2 separate regions of the Bos taurus genome follow, and region 1 is linked to region 2. The links are chromatin contacts, called in public Hi-C maps. All regions are on one chromosome and are shown on one strand. The core of a region is the stretch at or near the end of the contact, and the rest is flanking DNA. Distances in the headings are between cores, read along the strand shown.

What was found. A called contact is a pair of places that touch in the nucleus more often than the background predicts.
Region 1: a contact with region 2 is called in a Hi-C map of liver, with 2.3 times the contacts expected there. The contact joins the enhancer-like site here to the promoter of TNFAIP3 in region 2. A contact is called at or near these places in 3 of 11 Hi-C or Micro-C datasets (liver, skeletal muscle and an unstated tissue).

What each region holds. Positions count from the first base shown.
Region 1 is chr9:75,846,405-75,850,489 of ARS-UCD2.0, reverse strand. No RefSeq gene overlaps it. Among named protein-coding and RNA genes, the nearest start is that of PERP, 78 kb to the left of the region's middle. Within about 2 kb of position 1,284, at least 14 of the 102 cell types and tissues checked have an H3K27ac peak or open chromatin away from gene starts, as enhancers often do. A contact at or near this core is called in liver, where this site is marked.
Region 2 is chr9:75,742,723-75,746,569 of ARS-UCD2.0, reverse strand. It overlaps TNFAIP3 (TNF alpha induced protein 3), which reads right to left and starts at 1,837. Exons shown (of 8, transcript NM_001192170.1): 1 at 1,543-1,837. The coding sequence starts at 1,837.

The DNA.
Region 1 (4,085 bases), core at 35-2,534, 100 kb before region 2:
CTGAGGAAGTGAATGTAGTCTGAGCTGAAAAAAGGTCAGAGGACTACACCCTGGGGCACTCCCCACATCCAGAGTTCATGAGAGGATGAAGTTCAGTGGACAATAAAAAGAGGCCAGTGCATTCAGAGGAAAACCAAGAGGAAGTCATGATTGACCAGCCAAATGAAGTTAGTGTTTCAAGAAGGGAGAGAGGAACAACAGATACTGCTAATGGATGAGACAAAAAAGACTATGCAGTGACCCTGGGGCTTGACCGTGTGCCGGTTGCTGTCTTTGCCCAGAACTCTTGCAGTGGGAGAGTCAGGCAGAAGTCTGACTGGAGTGGGTTCTAGAGAGCATGGGAAGAATGGAAGTGGAGATCACAAAGGATTAAAAACTCTTTAAGGCATTTTGCTCTAAAAGAAAAGGGACAAGTGGGATAATAACTGGAGGGGAAAGTAGATTTCAGAAGATGTGTGTGTGACATGGGAGCTATTATAGCATGTTTGTATGCTGTTGGGACTGGGCTAAGAGAGGAGGGAAATGAGTGGTGCATGAGATCAAGTGGGCCATGGTGTCCTTGAGTAGGTGAAAAGGGATGGGACATAATGTGCTAAATTGGTTTTATTGATCTAATGATCACGGGCTGCTCCTCCAGAGTTACAGAGGGAAGGCAAATGGTTCGAGCACCGAGGCAGGTGGGGTGGCTGGGTGAATGTGGAGATAACAGGGTGTGGAATTTCTCTTTTGGTTGCTTCAACTTTCACCATAAAATGGACGCACTTTAGCAGAGTCAGGAAGGGGGAGAATGTGATGGAAGTTTGAAGAGGAGAGAAGATGCGTGACGTCATCTACAAGGTCACAGGAGTGAGCTGACTTGGGAAATATGACAGAACTGCTTGGGCTAGGATGGGCCTAGCAGAATCTCAGATATCTGCTGCCAGGAATTTAAAATAAGACCAGCTGCCACGGTGGAGTGTTTTTTCCAGCCCTGTGTGGGGGTAGGGCTGCAGGCACAGAGTGATAGAGGGTGGGGTTAACCAGGGTGGGGTTTGGCCAGGCAAGTGTAAGAAAGAGCATGGAGGGTGGGAGCAGGGGAGTTTATCTACGGAAGCGGAGGTAGAGTGTTGTGGGGCTCAATTCTCACTCCTTCCTGCCGGGAGGGACAGGCGGGCCTCAAAAGTCATTTCCGTTTCAGGTACAGTGTATTGTGCAATAATTTCACCAAGAGTACAAGGCTTATCTGTGATGTAAAGTCTATTGCTTTTGCTGACTCTGACTTACCTTTGTACCAACAGCCCAGGCTGGTAACCACTAATCCACAGAGAACCAGTGACAGACAGCAGCAACTTTCTCTGGTTGTCCGTCCCTGTGGCCTTGAAACAAGTACCCTCTCCAAGATGCTCTCCAAGCCTGACCCTCACCCTTTACAATCAGTACACACCATTCACCATGCCAGCTGGGAAGCGGCCAGCCTTCCCTTGATGGGAAATAGGTTTTGACAGGTTGACGAGTTGTTCCCACCCAGGTGTGAGGCCCACTTCCTCCCTCTCCAGCCCCACACCCGTCAGAGGACTTTGTCCGATTCTCTACTTCTTACTCAGCTTATAGCCTCTTGTCAAGCACACATCTCTGGGGTCCCTTGGTTTGTTCCTTCTTGATTTCAGCCTGCAGTGACTCAGCCTGCTTTCCCAGCCCTTCCTGTCCCCTGAGGGCCAGGCCAGCGCCCCCTCCTGGGTCCCTCCCTTCCTAGTCATCTCTGAAGAAAGCTCCCCAGGTCCTTTTGATTTTAAAACACTTACTGAAGCTCCAATACTTTGGCCACCTGATGCAAACTGCTGGTTCACTGGAAAAGACCCTGATATTGGGAAAGATTGAAGGCAGGAGGGGAAGGGGGTGACAGAGGATGAGATGGTTGGATGGCATCACCGATTCAATGGACATGAATTTGGGCAAACTCTGGGAGATGGTGATGGACAGGGAAGCCTGGCGTGCTGCAGTCCATGGGGTCACAAAGAGTCGGACATGACTTGGTGACTGAACAACAACAAAATTGCATATCACAAATGTATAGGACTACAAATAGATCACAGATAACTAAAACTGGCATAATACAGAATTTCTAGAATCCCAACACAGTTGGCGTAACTGTGGTTCGATTTCTGGATGGGTTCCAGCTTGGGATGGTGGCTTAGAAAACTATCCAATCTTCCTTCCTGTGTGTCTCTCACCACACTTCTGACATGAAATGGGAATCAGGTTTTCCCATACTGAGCAATTTCTGTGACACCATCTGGGGGTCCTACGATTTAACTCAGTTCTGTACTGTCTACTTAGAGGTAGCGTCTGACCCCACAGGTGAAGGGCTCAGTCCCAACAGACTTCCCCTTCTCCCACATCGAAGCCAAATGCAAGTGGAGGTCATTGGGTTTCCACAGCTTCACGGCTACATACCTGATCTTCTCCCCCTGGGACTTGATTATTTACTAGAACAGCTCACAGAACTCAGGGAAACACTTCTGTTTACTAGTTTGTTAAAGGGTACAGATGAGCAGCCTGATGAAGTGCTACATAGGGTGAGTTCTGGAAGGGTCGTGGATTCAGGAGCATCTGTCCCCGTGCAGTTGGGATGCATCACCAGCTGGTACAGGGATGTGTTCACCACCCGGGAAGTTCTCTGAACCCCTTACTTTGGGATTTTCCTGGAGGCTTCATCATATAGGCATGATGGCACCTTCACTCCATTTCCAGGCCCTCTTCTCTTTCTAGAGAGGTGTGGTTGAGAGGATGAGGCTGAAAATGCCGAGCATCTAATCATGACTTGGTCTTTCTGGTGACCAGCCCCCATCCCAGGAGTGCTCTCAGAGTCTCCTCATTAGCACAAGAGATGCTCCTAGTGTTCTTGAAAGTGAAAGGGTTAGTCACTCAATCTTGTCCAACTCTTTGTAAGAATACTGGAGGGGATAGTCATGCCCTTCTTCAGGGGATCTTCCTGACCCAGGGATCGAACTCAGGTCTGCATTGCAGGCAGATTCTTTACGGTCTGAGACACCAGGGAAGCCCCCTTAGTGTACTTACCACTTAGGAATTTACAAGAGTTTCAGGAGCTCTGTGCTAGGAACCAGGACAAAGCCAAAGATGTATTTCTTATTAGAAATCACAGCATCACATCTGGGCGATGGAAACTTCTGCCTTTAGCTAATTCCCAAGGCTGAATTTACCATCAACAACAGGCAGGTCTCCAGCATCCCCAGGGTCTCCTAAGAGCTCCTCCCTCCAGTTCCCAGGGCTGACGCACCCCCTCCCTAGAGATGGAGGCTGGCACCTTGGGGGACCACAGTCCTCAGAGCTCGTTTCCCCACAGGCCCTGTTGCTTAAGTTCTCTGGCTACATTTCCTCATTTTGAATTAGGGAGAGAAACAGATGTTTTATAGAGTGGGTATAAAACCTGGAAATGTAAAGATTAGTTTTCTTTCCCTTTTCCTTGTTTCAGAGCACGCCAAAATCACTTTGAATGGCTTTCCCCAAACCACAAAGGCATAGAGTGGAACATTGAAAGCTTCTGAACAAAGAGAACCACAGAACTCAGGGTAAACTCCCAAAGCATAGGGTGAAAGCTCATGCTTTCACTAAGGGACTTCCCTGGTGGCTCAGATGGTAAAGAATCTGCCTGCAGTGCAGGAGATCCAGGTTCCATCCATGGGGAAGATTCCCTGGAGTAGGAAATGGCAACCCACTCCAGTATTCTTGCCTGGAGAATCCCATGGACAGAGGAGTCTGGTGGGCTACAGTCCATGAGGTTGTAGAGTCAGACACAACTGAGCAACGAACACCTTCACTTTCACTAAGGGAGGCATCAGGGACCAGACTTACACTCATCCTCCAAACCCTTATCACATCCAGTGTTTATACCAAAGGTAGTGGCCATCTCTCCATCTTTCCTCTCAGAGAGTTCTTGGAACTGCTTATCGGGATAACAGGATTCGGATTCCAGGACTGCCATTAGACAAGCCACAGATCATCCAGCCTTGCTGGGTGGGCCTGTTTCTCCCTGGAAGGCACCCTAGAGTCTTCCTCACTCTAAAGTCTGATCTTATCTCACTGTT
Region 2 (3,847 bases), core at 588-3,087:
GGACTCTGAGACTTAAAACCCCCATCTCTCAGAAAATGATATCAAAATGCACTTGCTTTGTAGTTTTATTTGTAGCATGATCCTTGACTTAAATGCGTATCTTTGCAAGACAAGTATTTACTTTTTATATTCCATTTTTTTCCTTAAGGAACTAGAGCAAGTTGAACCTAAAATCTCAGTTCAGTTCATGATAAAATGGTTTTTTTCTTATTACCACATTTCTAATTTGGCAGAATCTCTTCTTTTCAACTCTCCCAAAGTTGACTCCACCTCTTTTTGTAACAAAATGGGAGAGTTAAAACCACAGACTGTCAGGAATATAAACCCCTTGATGATGACTTAACATAATTACCTACTTCTAAGCATCTCTTGATTTAATGCCAAAACCAGTGTAAACACTAGGTAGCCTCCGTTTTCTATGTTTCTAAGAATCTATGCTTCAAAAATAAAAGCACAATGTTGAGGTGATGCACTTAACCCCCACAACCCAAGCAAAAAGTCATGTCCCTCAATAGCGCCAAGTTACCCAAGTCAAAAACGGCCAAAGTGAAGGTACCAATTCATTTAGTTAAGTTAACATACTTATCATCTGGTCTCACTGTCAATGAAGATGTATTATTTTGCCCTTAGATGTATATCAACCAAAATAATTGGGATGGTTTAGGATTGTCACTGATCTAAGGGCAAGAGTTTCCTGCTTTTACCTAGACAATAAGCAGTCTACTGCTTCTTGTAACAATTAACTACATTTATAAAGTAGAATTTTGTTTCTACATTTAACACTAGGCTTGAATGTTTCTGTGATGTGCATACTCTTGCTCAAAGGAAAGAATTAAAAAAAAAAAAAAAAACAGTGAAGTTTAGAACAGGAAACAGCAATGAGTTGTAAACAGCCATTGGGCAGACAGTCACAGATAGCAAGAAATGCAGTACAGTACTAGGAATCCCTAAAAAGAATGAAATAGAGGACTAAAACCTGCACTAAGAACTCAGGTTTATCTGTCTAGTTAGTATCTTGGGACTGCAGGCAGCAGAACCTAGGTAAGGGAGGAGCTGACAACAGCCACTGGTTAACCCATAAAATGCCATCAATTCAAGAAGTGTAAGGCCATCATCATGAGCATTTTCTAATGACAGTGGAAAACACTATTGATTTTCACACCATGCTTTTCTTCTGAACTTTTTAAAGCCTTTTGATATTTCCATTACTCGTAAGGGAAGGGTATTTCACAGATGATTAAACAGTCACAAGAATTAGATACAGAAGTCATACATACATACCCTACACATACATGTAACGCACAGTGTCCAGAAATGCATTCTCCAAGGTTCAGTGTGCTCTGCTCTCTAACATGCACTAGAAATCACCCTTAATTTAAATACTCACACAGCAAGCTTGCTTTCATCACATGCCCCTTGGAGTGTCTCTATACTAAGGTACCTATAGCCTTAAGAGATTTGAATTGGGGCTGGTGCCTTTTAATAAATAGGGACCCAGCATGGTAGGAGCCACCTCAACCCCTAGACAAAAGCACGTCTTACCATTTGTTTTCAGTGCCACAAGCCTCCTGACTTCTCGACACCAGTTGAGCTTCTTCTGGCTTTCCAGGGAAGCCTGGATGTTTCTGTCAATGAGAGCATTGTGGATGATCTCCCGAAACTGTGGACAAAACTGGCAAGTTCTGAACATTTCCAGAGTGTATCGGTGCATGGATTTAAAATGGTGAATGATTCCATTGGCAGGTTTAAAAATATCTGCTGGCGTTCTCTCTCGTATCTTCACAGCTTTCCGCATATTGCTCAAATACAAGGCCAGAGGAAGGAGTTGCTCAGCCATGGTGCTCTCCAATACCTGAAGAGGAGGGAAAGAAAACCCCACGCCGTTAGTCTGACTTTGATATGACTCCTATATACCTGCCTGCAGGAAACCCCACCGTCTGATCTTGTCATCACCCTGAGCAGCAGGCAAAAGATCTTAGTCACCTCTACTCCCAGGATACTAGCTGGCCCCAAAGATGAACTCACACTGGACAGTTTTAAGTTACATCATTTTTAAAGATTAGTCTAAACAAGAGAAGGAGTGGGCAATGAGGAGGAGGGGAATAACCCGTGTTTTCAGTAATGTTTGTCAGGGAGCCAAGCTTGTCTGTCAGCAACAGGTACGGTGCCTTCTAACTGACTGAAACTCCCATCTCATCCTGATGTTGTTCTGGGGGCAAACACTGGATTTGAGGTGCCCTGAATGCTGGTTACAGGCACAGTGTAGCCCTGGCAAGTCAGCTCCTCTTCTAAGAGCACCACCAAGCAACCCTTTTTTTTAGTCCATGTCTTGATTTACCTCTTTCAAGCACACCCTCCCTATACTGGAAAGACAACAAATATTTTGTGGAAAATCCTGCAATTTTATGCTGTTATGTAGGCTGTCAATTGGAATTTTCTCTATAGTCCCCAAAAGGAACATTTATAAAGCATTTACTTATAAAATGCTATTTATATATATACATAGAGAGTTAAATTGAATGTTTTATAACCAACAAAAAAGTCTACTCCTAGCAAGATGCTTTCCAATTTTAAGAGCAAACAGTTAGCAGTCTTTCAGAACCTCTCCACTGAACGTTACAACATCAGAAGAATAATTAGAATAATAACAATACTAGAATAATAAATCCTACACTTCCAAGGGCAGATAGTAAAAGCACAGAATTATATTCTATGTAATGATGGAATTAACTGGACTACTTGAACTCAACTGCCAACACAATTTTATCATCATCTTCCAGCTACCAATACTCAGATTGATTTCTCACCCTGTTTTCATCCTGAAATCTTCAAGCACAATCAACCAGTGGAAAGAAATACAAGTTTGGAAGCAGACAAGGAAAGAAGTTGCAGCCAGAGGGGGCCACTCAGGACCAATGAAAGAGGAAGGGGATAACCCCAGCATCTCCAATCCATGACAATAGCATGGGAAGATGTGAATTGATTTAACATGGGACTTTACAGCTCATCTCTTTGTGGAGAGCCAGCTGACATTCACTGACCCTGAGCAGAGTGCCCTGCCGTCCATCCAAATTTCCAAGATGAGGACAAAGACAGTTTCCGAGCACGAACAGAGCCTCTAGGAAGTTTCACTGTGATTGTTAATCCCAGTCCTGTAGCATACTGTTTTCTAGGGCAAGACTCTAGATGAGAAAGTTAAACCAAGTTAAGAAGGAGAAGAAAAGTATGTTACAAGAAAGCCTGTCCTGGGTAGGTCTCAGCTTTCTTAAAGACATTGATAAAATGGTCTAAATTCTCATGGCCCACTCCAGGAAGACAGGTGGACTAGATGACTCCGAGGTTGCTTCTGAGGAGTCTTCTGGTGGTAGATTTAGATTCTTAATCTGATAGCTAGATGATGCCTGGAAGAAGTCATTCTCTGGGTCAAATGGTAATCTCTCCTTTTTGACGTCAGACATTCCTTGCAGGTGGAATTGGGCAAAATCATGGTAAGGCCACAGACACGACTAAGGGACAAAAACATCACACGTGCTCCCCCCTTGGTGGCATGGCAAAAGCCTCTTTCATGATGTCATTCATTTGTCCATCCATCACTCAGCAAGCATGGCCTGACCACATGCTTCTACTGCCTGACCATCAACTTGATGCTGAGGCAAAAGATCAAAGATAACCTTATTCCCCAGCATGAAGTCACATGACCATCATAGTCTCCAGCTACAGCACCTGTGGTACTGGTCCTGCTCAGGTAGGTTCCACACCATCCCAGAGCAGGGCTTTGCCTAGAAGATGGTCTTCTAAACCCACCCCCTTGTTAATCTCACAACACCACACCTGTGGCTGCAGTGCC